Regions from separate parts of the Mus musculus genome. Here regions 1 and 2 are each linked to region 3. Evidence: chromatin contacts called from public Hi-C and promoter capture Hi-C data. All regions are on one chromosome and are shown on one strand. Each heading gives the region's core, a stretch centred on a gene start, on an enhancer-like site or on the middle of the called end of the contact. The rest is flanking DNA. Distances are from core to core; before and after follow the strand shown. Region 1 overlaps Rcan2 (regulator of calcineurin 2). Region 2 overlaps Rcan2 (regulator of calcineurin 2). Region 3 overlaps Rcan2 (regulator of calcineurin 2).

What was found. Hi-C and Micro-C count contacts between places; a contact is called where the count stands out from the background. Capture Hi-C pulls out chosen DNA fragments and counts their contacts.
Region 1: a contact with region 3 is called in a promoter capture Hi-C map of pancreatic islet. The contact joins two enhancer-like sites. A contact is called at or near these places in 1 of 15 datasets of contacts at CTCF or cohesin (the NIH/3T3 cell line), 3 of 484 Hi-C or Micro-C datasets (the HL-1 cell line and embryonic fibroblasts), 6 of 115 datasets of contacts at active chromatin or transcription factors (the NIH/3T3 cell line, a beta-TC-6 cell line, bone marrow-derived dendritic cells and 3 more) and 3 of 9 other capture datasets (adipose tissue, liver and pancreatic islet).
Region 2: a contact with region 3 is called in a Hi-C map of cerebral cortex, with 2.0 times the contacts expected there. The contact joins two enhancer-like sites. A contact is called at or near these places in 1 of 15 datasets of contacts at CTCF or cohesin (the NIH/3T3 cell line), 9 of 484 Hi-C or Micro-C datasets (the C2C12 cell line, cerebral cortex, embryonic fibroblasts and 5 more), 6 of 115 datasets of contacts at active chromatin or transcription factors (the NIH/3T3 cell line, a beta-TC-6 cell line, cardiomyocytes and 3 more) and 2 of 9 other capture datasets (liver and pancreatic islet).

What each region holds. Positions count from the first base shown.
Region 1 is chr17:43,926,192-43,929,797 of GRCm38.p6, reverse strand. All of the region lies in intron 2 of Rcan2 (regulator of calcineurin 2), which reads right to left. Among named protein-coding and RNA genes, the nearest start is that of Gm34857, 120 kb to the left of the region's middle. Within about 2 kb of position 1,562, at least 3 of the 459 cell types and tissues checked have an H3K27ac peak or open chromatin away from gene starts, as enhancers often do. A contact at or near this core is called in pancreatic islet, where this site is marked.
Region 2 is chr17:43,903,054-43,907,147 of GRCm38.p6, reverse strand. The region is part of intron 2 of Rcan2 (regulator of calcineurin 2); the gene reads right to left. Among named protein-coding and RNA genes, the nearest start is that of Rcan2, 100 kb to the right of the region's middle. Within about 2 kb of position 2,582, at least 29 of the 459 cell types and tissues checked have an H3K27ac peak or open chromatin away from gene starts, as enhancers often do. A contact at or near this core is called in the NIH/3T3 cell line and cerebral cortex, where this site is marked.
Region 3 is chr17:44,024,447-44,028,433 of GRCm38.p6, reverse strand. All of the region lies in intron 4 of Rcan2 (regulator of calcineurin 2), which reads right to left. Among named protein-coding and RNA genes, the nearest start is that of Gm34857, 17 kb to the left of the region's middle. Within about 2 kb of position 1,678, at least 87 of the 459 cell types and tissues checked have an H3K27ac peak or open chromatin away from gene starts, as enhancers often do. A contact at or near this core is called in the NIH/3T3 cell line, cerebral cortex and pancreatic islet, where this site is marked.

The DNA of each region.
Region 1 (3,606 bases), core at 313-2,812, 99 kb after region 3:
CCGGCTCGCAAAAGTCAACCCTTAGTCATACTGGTATGGCAAAGAGAAAGCTTTGCCCTTAATAAAGGGGACTCTTTCTTTTATAAGGCCAGGGAATGTTCTTAATCCCAGTTACTAACCAGTCCTTATAGCCAGATGCAGACTGGGACAGAACTTGTTCTGATTGCAAGTATCCCTAGATAACAACAGTAAGCATCAGAAAATAAATGCTAGAATGAGAGGTAAGCCCTACTTATCACCCACACTGCATCTCTGATTAATGCTCATTTCCATGCTTTTAGAGAGAAAAACTATGGAAACTTGCTGGGACAGTGTTTAATTTCCCCGGTGGCAGAGAAGGGAGCGCTGATTTATTTATAGAGCATAGTGGTAGCTAATGTACATTTTCAGCATGATCAGCATACCCGTGATCATGCACAACACACTCACTCACACACACAAAACTTACCATATTATCAGGTTTTCACCACTACATTTTAAGCACAAATGACACAAATCCACGGTGTTTCCTTCCAGTGCTGACATGGATCTTAATTCAGGGAGTCACACCTTTCTTCATTGCCTTGGGAATAAGAATGGCCAGCATCTTCATCCAGACTTGGGGTCTAACTAGGATGTGTTTTGTGCAACTGTCAACCGCCACTTTCCTGCAGTGACGTTTTCTTTTGAATGTCAGTCCTACTCTTTTTTTTCTCTTTCCTTTTCTTCATTCCTTTTTTTTTTATTAAGTATTTTCTTCAATTACATTTCCAATGCTATCCCAAAAGTCCCCCCCCCGCACTCCCCTACCCATCCATTCCCATTTTTTGGCCCTGATAACATCACAATCTCTTATTAAAAGTGTAGAGCTTTTAGGATGTGTACTTTTAAGAGGGCTTGACATTTGTACAACACATCTATGTGTGTGATGTGGTGTGTGTGTGTATGTCCATCTGTGTGCATAATAAATGACCATGGTTAAAAGGAACTATAAATATCACTGTGAGTAGAGGTTCTTTAAGAACCTTGACTCTTTGGTAGACCATTTGGACTTCACTGGGCTGAGGCGGTAGCTCAGTCAGCAGGGTGCTTGCTGCTCAAGCATGAGGATCCCATGGCCTCTGCTTCCATAGCCAGCAGTGTAGCATGTCCCATCCCCTAGAACTCAGCACTGGGAGGGAAGGGAGAGACAGTCCCCTGGTCATCATTAGCCAGACAGTCTAGCCTAGCAGGGAGCCTCAGGTTCAGTGAGAGAACCTGTCTCAAAGAATAAAGTAGGAAAGACTAGAGTAGTGGCTTTTGCTTATGAACATTATTACTCTCATTGTTGATGACTCCGCTTTGATCGCCAGCTATGGTTATGTCAGTTGTTAGCACTGAGAAAGGCTGAGGGGAGGCCCTAAGGAACCTCTTTGTATTGTCTTTGTGTTTTCCTGTGGCTCTGGCATTTTCTCAAGACAAAAAGTTTAAAAATTCTGAAACAGACCGAAGGAAGGAATCCCGACTCTTTTTAAAGCTCTCGTAGCCCAGGTGACAATAAAGTGAGGGCAAGGTAAATGGGTCGTTGCTGATTGCAGTGTTTGAATAGACTCACGTGTCGGAACGGTTGGCACACAGGGAGTGACACTACTAGAAGGTGTGGCCTTGTTGGAATAGGTGTGGCATTGCTGGAGGAAGTGTGCCTCTGTGGGAGTGGGCTTTGAGGACTCCTATGGTTCAAGCTCTGCCCAGGGTAGAAGAGACAGTCCTCTGCTGGCTGCCTTTGGATCAAGATTTAGAACTTTCAGCTTCTCCAGTTCCATGTCTGCCTGGATGCTGCAATGATTCCTGCCATGATGATAATAGACTGAACCTCTGAAACTGTGTGCCAGTCCCAATTAAATGTTTGCCTTTCTAAGAGTTGCCTTGGTCATGGTGTCTCTTCACAGCAATGCAAACCCTAACTAATAGAGTGATCCTACTGAAACAGTCACTCTATATTCAATCCCCCAACATAATGCTTATTATATTCACAGGAAGAACTGGCTTATCAATTATGGACAAAATATTATTGAGTGCTCTAATATTCTTGGCAACTTTGAGAGAAACCTCAGAGGAAAGTTTATATATGCACCAGGCACCATGATATATTAACTTTACTAGCAATTCCTTAATTGTATTTCCATAGCCCTAAAAGTCCAGGCCTGTTTGCACTGGCAGAGACACTATGCATAAAAGCTTCAGTACTTATCTTTATAAAAATACACATACCATTGGGTGTGTTGGCACATACCTTTAATCCCAGCACTAGGGAGACAGACAGGTGGATCTCTGTGAGTTTGGAGCCAACCTTGCCTATATAAATTCTAGCTCATTTAGGGATATACAGTTAGACCTTGTCTCAAAACAAAACAGAAATAAAACAAACACCTTTGCCACAGTGAAAAATAATTACAAATGTCATTTTAGAAAGAATTTTTGAATGGCAAAACATTCATATTATATAGCTGAGTGCATCTCCAAATACAGCCCTCGCCCCCCCCCATAAAGACCAAAGATACCACTTAGACAAAGATTGAAAATGGCACTGAATTTGCAGTAAACATTTGCCTCCCTCTAAAATCCCATGTGTCTGCTATAGGGTGCAGTGGATCAGCCCAATGTGATGTGTGCTATTAAGAGTCTCTTGGAGAGCCAGGCATGGTGGCGCAGGCCTTTAATTCCAGCACTCGTGAGGCAGAGGTAGGTGGATTTCTGAGTTCGAGGCCAGCTTGGTCTACAAAGTGAGTTCCAGGACAACCAGGGCTACACAGAGAAACCCTGTCTCGAAAAAACAAAACAAAACAAAACAAAACAAAACAAAACAAAACAAACAAACAAACAAAGAGTCTCTTGGGAGCTGGGGGTGAGGGTGAGGTGGGGCTTCACACATCTCTAGGCATAGGGAGTAAGGAAACAGAGGGAGGGAAAAACTAGCATAAACATAACAGCAGATGCCTCAAAAATTAGAGAGAGAAAGAGAGACTGTCACCCCTAAGTTTATTGATGAGAAACATGAGGCTCGGAGGTGGATAAAACCCAGCCAAAGGACAAAGAGTTAGTGTGCCGGCTGGTGTGAAACACCAGGATTCTAAGCCAGGCCCTGTCCGCAATGAGCCCCTTCAGAGGAGCGGTCCTTTTGTATGGGGCAAACAGAGGTAGTTTCCATCTTTTGTGCTGAAGGTAAATTTCAGACACATTTCACAGCATTCAGATTCCCTGGGGGATTCCCTCTAAATCATGTATATTAGCCACTTTGGGTTGTGGTGATCAAACAACATGACCAGAAGTGACTTACGGAAGTTGTTTATTTTTGGCTTTCAGTTCTAAAATTTTGGAAGAGGCATAGCAGCATGGAGCAGGAGGAGCAGAGAGCTGAAATATCACATCTTTATTCATGTACAGAGTGAGCACACCGAAAGTGGGGGAAGGCTATATACCCCAAAGCCTTCCCCAGTGACATACTTCCTCCAGAAAGGCTGCATCTCCCAAAGGCTTCATAGCTTCCCCAAACTGCACTATCAACCAAGGTCTCCATATTCAAAGATGTGAGCCTATGGGGGACATATCTCACTCAAATCAGCACAATGTGTATTCATCAAACCCTAA
Region 2 (4,094 bases), core at 1,333-3,832, 120 kb after region 3:
CCTGGACCTTTGGGGCTCGCAGAAACTGAACCCAACAAAACAGCATATATGAGCTGAACCTAGCACCTCACCTCCACATATGTAACAGATGTGCAACTTAGTCTTCATGCAGGTTTTCCAACAACTGGAGTAGGGGTTGTCCCTGATTCTGTTGCCTGCCTGTGTATCCTGTTCCTTATCTGGCCTCAGTAGGAGAGGTTATGTCTAGTCCTGCAGTGACTTGATATGTCAGATGGGGTTGGTACCCAGGGAGGGCCTCTGCCTTCTCATGGGTGAATGGGAGGGGCAAAGGAGGGGCCATGAAAGAAGGGAGCCTGTAATCTGGTTGTAAAGTAAGTAAGGAAGGAAATAAATAAATATAAATAAATAAATAAATAATAAATGGAAAAACAGCTGGTCCCTACCTAGGGGAAACTATGTCACCACCAACTTTCTGCAGTCTCCTTTATCTCTAAGTAAATAATCAAGAAGATGGGGGCACGTTACTATACTTGTTTATCTTTGTACAAACAACGATGAGAGAGCCCACACAAACAGCAGCAGGAAACCTGACCATATTAAGAATCACATTTGACCTTTGACTGAGACTCTTGATATATGAGATGATAGCTCAGTCTTAGCTCTCTGTCACTCTCTGTCTGTCTGTCTGTCTGTCTGTCTGTCTGTCTCTTTCATATTTACCTTCCTCTCCCTTCTCCTCAGAACCATCCTCATATGTTCACCTGAGTTCTTAATGGTGATAATCCAGCCAGCCCACAGATGTCATCTATGCATCCCTAAAGCCCTCCCCATCCCCTGTTAGCCTAGCACTCTGATGTCACCTGCAGTGGCAAGACCTGCAGTGGCAAGACCTGCAGTGGCAAGACCTGCATTTTAAGTGCTTATTTCTCCTGGGATAGTTTACAATCCTGTTCCTTGAGGGCAAGATGCAGGTCTTATTGTTTGTGAGTTCCCTGTGGTACGTACTGTGTAGTGCTATGTAAAGTCCATAAGAGCTAAGGAGAGAGCCCAGTTGGGAAAGTGCTTATGCCCCAAGCATAAGGACTTGAGTTCAGTGACTGGAGCCATCCTTAAAACTGAGCTCTGAGCCTACATACAAGCAGAACCCAACAGGAAAAAGAGGGTAATTGCTGCTGTACTTCTCAGAAAGCAGGGAGTAGACCATACCTTTCAGATCAAGAGTTCTGCCTCACTCTGTCTTCATACTCTTGCTTATGTGGAACTTCCTGTGAGACAGTTGATGACAATCTGGGCACTCTCCTCCATGACTGTCTATTTGGCATCAAACAATGTGACTCTCATATGCTGTATCTTAGAACTTGGGAGCAGATGTTTTTATAGGGAGATAAGCATCGAAATCTACCTTCCGAGGATCTAAGTTAAGGCAGACCCAAGCTTGGAATGCACACTGGGCAGAGGGTACATTTCCCAGTGTATCTTCTCCATCAGTGTTCAACAGAAGTGGGCTGTGTTGGATGAGGGGAGGTGGGTGTTAGGTAAGCAGCCCAGGTAGCATATGAAAGAGATGTGCCTGCTATTCTCTTCAGAAAGCAGCAGGGATGGAGTTCCCCTGGCTGAGAGCTCAGGGGAGCCCCTCATGGTTTCTCTGTGTTCAAAGGAAAAGCCATATGTTACTCAATCTCTAAATTAAGAACACTTTAGGTCTGTGTGCATCTGTGTGTGCCTGTAAGTGTGTGTACATTTACATGGGTACACACATCCATGTGCCTGCAGAGGCCAGAACAGTGTCAACTTAAGGCAGTGTTTGAGTCACAAGCAGTTTTAAAAGTAACATGACATGGGTACTAGGACCACTATAAGAAGAGTAAATGCTCTTAACCCACTGAGCTGTCTCTCTAGCTCCAATGGGTTAAAGTTTTAATAACAGCCCCAGAGCCCACTCCTCCTCCACAAGGAGCCAAGAGAGACAAATATTCAGAGTCTGATGGTCAATGTCCCATCTTGGCAGCCAGGAAACTTCTATAGCACGTCTTCCCACAGCTGACTCAGAGTCACAGTCCCCAGTGGGATCCAGAGTGAGTCAGCTGTGCATTGGAGCCCTGCATGAAAAAGCTAGGGATGTGGCGTAAGCTAGGGATGTGGCGTATGCGTGTGCATCACAAACGCGCTGAAGAACACCATCCAACTTAAGTGGGCAGCTGTCTTCTGCCGGATGTTAGCTAACAGAGCAGATTGCCTCTGGTACACTCCTGATTTGGGTTATTAATTCTACATATATATGGCATAAATGAGACTCTTGCTTCCTTCTTACTATAAAGAATTTGCATATAAGCATAAATGTTTTATAAGGCAACTTGACAACATGACTGTTTTAGCAAGATGTCAAAACAGGTTCTAACCCAGAGCTTACAACTTTCCTAGTCGTGGACTTTTGATTAGGTTAACAGTAATCAGGCATGGCATTCTTTACTGTTCAATAGGCCTCCACTACAGTCAGAAAGAGCTTAGAATGCAGTTGTGAAATCTTCCGTTTTCTATCTCACTTTAGCTCAGACCATTTCATGCAACCCCATTCCAAATGCATGCTGGTGTTTCCCCAGGAGTCACGCTTGGTCTGATTATGTAACAACCCTAAGCTGCTTTCTCATTTAGACCCAATGTTGTTCTGGAGAGCTGGTGACTAAAGTCTCCCTTGTTCCGAATAAAAGTAAGATTGTCTCTGCCTCCCTCCTTACTCCCATCTGTAGGTATCTGCAGGTTAAATGGAGTCTCTCACTCCCAGATTAGAGTTGGCACTTTTGGAAGACATGGTTGGACGTGGGGATGTAGCCATTGACCTCATCCCACAAGATGTGACAAGAAAGCTTCAGGAAATAACCATTGCCCATCCACCGTGTCCTTGGGCTCTGCTGGGATCACTGGGAAAAGCAGTTGGCACCCCTCCCACCCAGCCTGCAGCAGGACAGAAACTCTTGGAAGACAGCCCATAAAACATCCCCAGCGGTATACATCAAACTCCAATGAGTGCGCACTGGGTCTATTTAAAGATCACTATGTGTTTATTTATTTTTAGTTTGGCATCATCAGAAGCAAAGAAAGCTGTCCCTTCTGTGAATGTATTTCAAGTTGAGTTCCTTGTCTGAAGCCCTTGGCATCAGACGTGTTTCAGATTTTAGGATTTCTCAGGCTCTCAAGGAAGGTATGAAGCATCTGTGGGGAACAGACTCTCTGCACATCCTGCTTGAATTACAGACACTCCTGTTATTCAATCCATGGATATCTCTGCTGCCCCCTCTGCAGAGGTACTTCAAAGGCTAAAGAAAGGTTATAAATGATTAAAGATTGTATAATGTAAAATTACACAAGGTCTCCTCATTGTTTAGACCAGGCTTTGCTGTCGAGTGAGTTCTCATCATACTTTAAAAAATAAAAATAAAAATAAATCAGACATTCTGTTTTCAGGGTGTTTTGGTTTCATTACTGTGGATTGTGTGTTCCCTGCTGGCAGAATAGTCAGAGATGTTACACTGTCACAGTATAGAGCAACCGTTTGTGTAATGTGGTCCTTAGACCAGCAGCTACAACCTCTTCTGAAAGCATTCTGGAATGCAAATACCAGAGAGTCTAAAGGGATGGTTCCTCGGGTTAAATGCTTGCTGCACCAGCACCAGAACCAGGTCTGCATCCCTAATAGCCATGAAAAAGGCTGTGCAAGGCAATAAATCCCTGGAACTCATTGTCCGTCCATCTAGCCTAATTGAATTGTTGAGTTCCAGGGGGAGAGACTTAAGTCTTAAGAATAAGGTGGAAAGTGATTGGGGAAGATACCCAGCTCTACCTCCAGAGTCTAACACACACACACACACACACACACACACACACACACACACACACACACACACACACACACACACAAATGCACAAATGCATATAGAGATAACAACCACACATATACAAGAGAGAAAGAACTGTATATTCTCCAGTTCCATCCAAGACTTACCGAGTAAGGCACTGTGGTGGATGGGCCATGCAAGCCTGTCTAACAGGACCTACACGGGGCCATGAAAGCCACTGCAGGTGGAAGAGCATCAGGAAGCAGCATGCATAAACGCTAGCCTGAGGGTAAAGACACT
Region 3 (3,987 bases), core at 429-2,928:
TTGTTTTGAAAGTGGGTCTCTCACAGAACCAGAAGGTCAGCATCAGCTAAGCTACCCAGCCAGCAAGGTCTCAGGATCTGCCTGTCTCAACCTTCCCAGTACTGACCCAGTTCCAGGCATACCTCGCCTTGTCTGGCAGTTTATATAGGAGCAGGAGGTTTGGACTCCGATTTTCATGCTTGCAGAGCAAGGAACATTACCCACTGAAGTCATGTTGTAGACTGATGAGCGAACCCTCAATAAATATAGGGGTGACTTACAGAGGGCACTGATCTGCTAATAATCACCTGTGTAAAGTTTACATACACCCAGGGCAGCTGGGAATCACTGCAGTAGGATGGAAGGCAAAGAAACTATTAAACCCAAAGATTGTTCCTAGTTATAGAATGGCACATGCTCTCTAGCCCATCCTCGTACTCTTCCAGTATCTGGAACAGCTTAAGTTCCCAAAGTCCTTTAGGAGATGATGATAGTGATGGTGGAGGTGGTGGTGGTAAAGTAGGAGGAGAAAGAGCAGGAGGAGGTGAAGGAGGAGGAGGAGGTGAAGGAGGAGGGGGAGAAAGAAGAGGAGGAGGAGAAGATGGAGAATGGAAGAGAAGCCTCTTTAGCCCACACCAGATAATCCTTATGATCTTGCCTCTCCTTTCATTCTGAGAGCAGCTGAGGCTCTGCTTCGCTCAGTGCTGAGTCCCTTCAGGTTGTGACCAAAGCATCGTGTAAATTCTGTGTGTATTCCTACACTTGTGATGCAGGCCTCTTTTACTGTCTCTGTCTGTGGTAACCGACACACCCATGAATGTTCCCCCTACACTCCGCCCACTGTCCCATCTTTTCAATCAAGCTGACCACCGTTTAGCACAGCTGTCTGCTTTGCTTACTGTACGTCCTGGAAACTGGGTGTGCTCCTTCAACTCCGTGAGAACTGTTACAGAGCACTTACTAAATTCTAGGCACGGGGCTAGGTCTCCAAGTATGTCACATAGAAAGTGAATGCGTATTATACAGTACTGTGATGTGGGTTTCGTCATGGAAGGGGAAGGAACTTGCTTCAGATTATACAGCACATAAACGATGCAGTCTAGACTCAAACTCACACCTTGAGTTGCAGTCATTATCCCAAAGCAAGAAGAGAGCCCAACTTCACGGTAGATCTTTTCAGCTAGATAAGACCAGGTACGAAGGGCGAAGGGTATTGAACACTGACAATCACAGCTGTTTAGTTGCTGTCTGTTCACCAGATTTAAAACAAAAGCAAAAACAAAAATATTTATTTATTTATTTATTTATTTATTTATTTATTTATGTATTTATTTATTGTGGATCTGTGGATGTACATGCATGTACCACAGAGTGTGTAGAAGTCAGAGGACAACTTTCAGAAGTCAGTTCTCTCCTTCCATCAAGTAGGGCCTGGGGATTGAACTCAGGCCATCTGGCTAGGCAGCAAGGACTGTTGCTTGCTGAGCCACCTCACTGGCCCAATTCACAAGATAACCCAAGAGCAGAGTATAACAAAACATACTTTTAAGGATGATCCTTCATGCAGTATCCACACCATACACCCAAAGTATGAGTGCCAATTTATATTTGTAAAAGAATTCTCCTTACCTCTGACTCAGAGATTGAAATAGATATGTCTTCCTTGTGAGTTACATTAATTAGTGAGAGATATTTTCCACTTGAAGGGAGTCTGTGTGCTGAGCAGTGACTGCAGCCAAGCTTCTTTACGGAGACATGTTTTGATAGAGTAGGAATCGTGGGGGTTGGGGGGAGGGTATCTAAATATAGCAGACATGGGCAACTTGAAACTGAAGCACCATTTAAAACTCTCCTCTGCTGTTAACTAAAATTGATCTCGCTATGCAGAGCTAAAAATAGCAGGAGGGGAGAAGAGAATAGACAATGTTTTCATATCTCCCTGTGGGCATTCTCAGTGGCAGTGAGCATGACCTTCTGTGCCCTCCAGAGAGCAGAACAAAGGCTGGCAAATCACATTTGCTCAGATCAGCATCCCATTTAGCCGGTTGGCAGTCTATGTGCCATTTATGCCCGCTGCTGTGGATACACTTGTTTTTGCTGGGCTGGGATTTTGTTTTTTTTTTTTTTTTTCTTTCTTTCCTATTACATTACCAAAAGAATATAGCCTCATACCGCTTCTCAAATTCAGAATAGCAGATACCATAAAACAAATAGAAAAAAAGAATTCTAGCTCGTTACCAGGTCAGAAGCCTCAGCATCAGTGTTAAACAAAGCACAGAGAGCCTCCGTTTCTTAGCAACTGTAAACAGCCCGTGAACAGAGCCAAAGGGAGTGAATTCTGTGCACCATGCCCCAAATAGCGATTTTAGTAAAGCAGGGATGTAGCCCCTCCTTGAGAAGAAAGGCCTGGGGTATATCCAGTGGATGGTGGTTAATTCAGAAACTCACAACTGATCAACGTATAGAGAATAAATGCCTGTGGAGTGTTCACTCACAAGGGATTATTCACACCACCTCTTCCAAGATTGGGAGTCACTGCGGGAAAAGGGATGGAAAGAAGTGGGAAGGATGAGGTGGGGCCGGTGCCTTCTGGGCATGCTCTAAGACCTCTGTCCTCATGAACTCACAGGAGCTGTAGCTGCCCGAACAAGACCGTCAAAGATCAAGGCCGAAATCTTTTAGCATACAGAGAGAAGGGGATCATGAACACCCAACCCCAGTAGGGAGGCTATGAACGCGTGGTGGTTTCTGGGAAAGGGTGGATCTATCTTCTTTAAGGGTGTGGGCCCTGGTAGCTTGACTGTGTTGCAGAGGATAGTCTTATATCTATGAGAATAAGAATAGGACAAAATTGAATTCTGAGGATTTTTTTTTTAAAGGACACAAAAGTAGACCTGAAAAAGATTATGGGGAGGGATGGTGTAAATATGATAAAAAAAAAAAAAACCTTTGTGTGAAATTCTCAAACAAATAATAGTAGTATTGTTTTTAAAAACTGGAACTCAGGTAATTATTACCCCTTAAGACGGAATGAGTTATACTTTGTCATTAAAAGGGTTCTGCCAAAGGATTAAAGAAATGAACTTTATGAAATCATTTTTAATGGCAATGCTGGAAGTCCTTTGGTTATTGCTCACATTAATTAACTGCTGCCTGACTCAGTCTGGCTAAAGCCACAGAGAGCAACAATTTGCTGCTGAAGATACCATCTCTACGGAGGCTAACATCTGAGGCATCCATTTATTTATATTGTCAGTCATCCAATATTTATTGGGCATCTACTATGTGCCAGGTGCTAGCAGGAACGGAGAATACCAACATGGATAAAGCATACACATTGCTTTTAAAAAGCAGGGAAGAGCCAATGTTGAACAGCAGAAAATGCCCTCAAGGAAAATGAAGTATTTGTGTAAAGTGTCACATGGAAGACAAATGTGATTTTTTTTTTCCTGTAGCACTGTGTTGGGGTAATTCAGAGTATGTAGTCTTGAACCCTCCTTGTTGTACCTGAAATATCTCCTCTTCTGTAGCTTGAGGGCCCGGTATAAGTTCATATTTTAGATTCCCCCTTCCTTATTGCAAAAGTGTGGGTAAGCATTTGGCTCATGATGGCTGAGCACCAATGAATGGATTAATGCCAATCTCATATTCATGAGGTTTAGATTAGTTACATATATATGTTTCATATGTGTGTATATATATATATATGTGTGTGTGTGTGTGTGTGTGTGTATGTGTGTGTGTGTATATATATATATTATGTATATATGTAACACACACACATATATATATACACATATGAATGAATATAGGCCAGGAACTTGCTATTAGACTAAGCTGGCTCAAACTCACAGAGAGCCACATGCCTCTGCTTCCCTAACCCTGGGAATAAAGATGTATTCTCCATACCTGGCTGCCTCATGTCCTCTGGGTGACATATGTGTGAGCAGATAGATGCTCACATTATGTTCCTGGGCTTCCTAGACTTCAGAACTACTAGCCAAAATA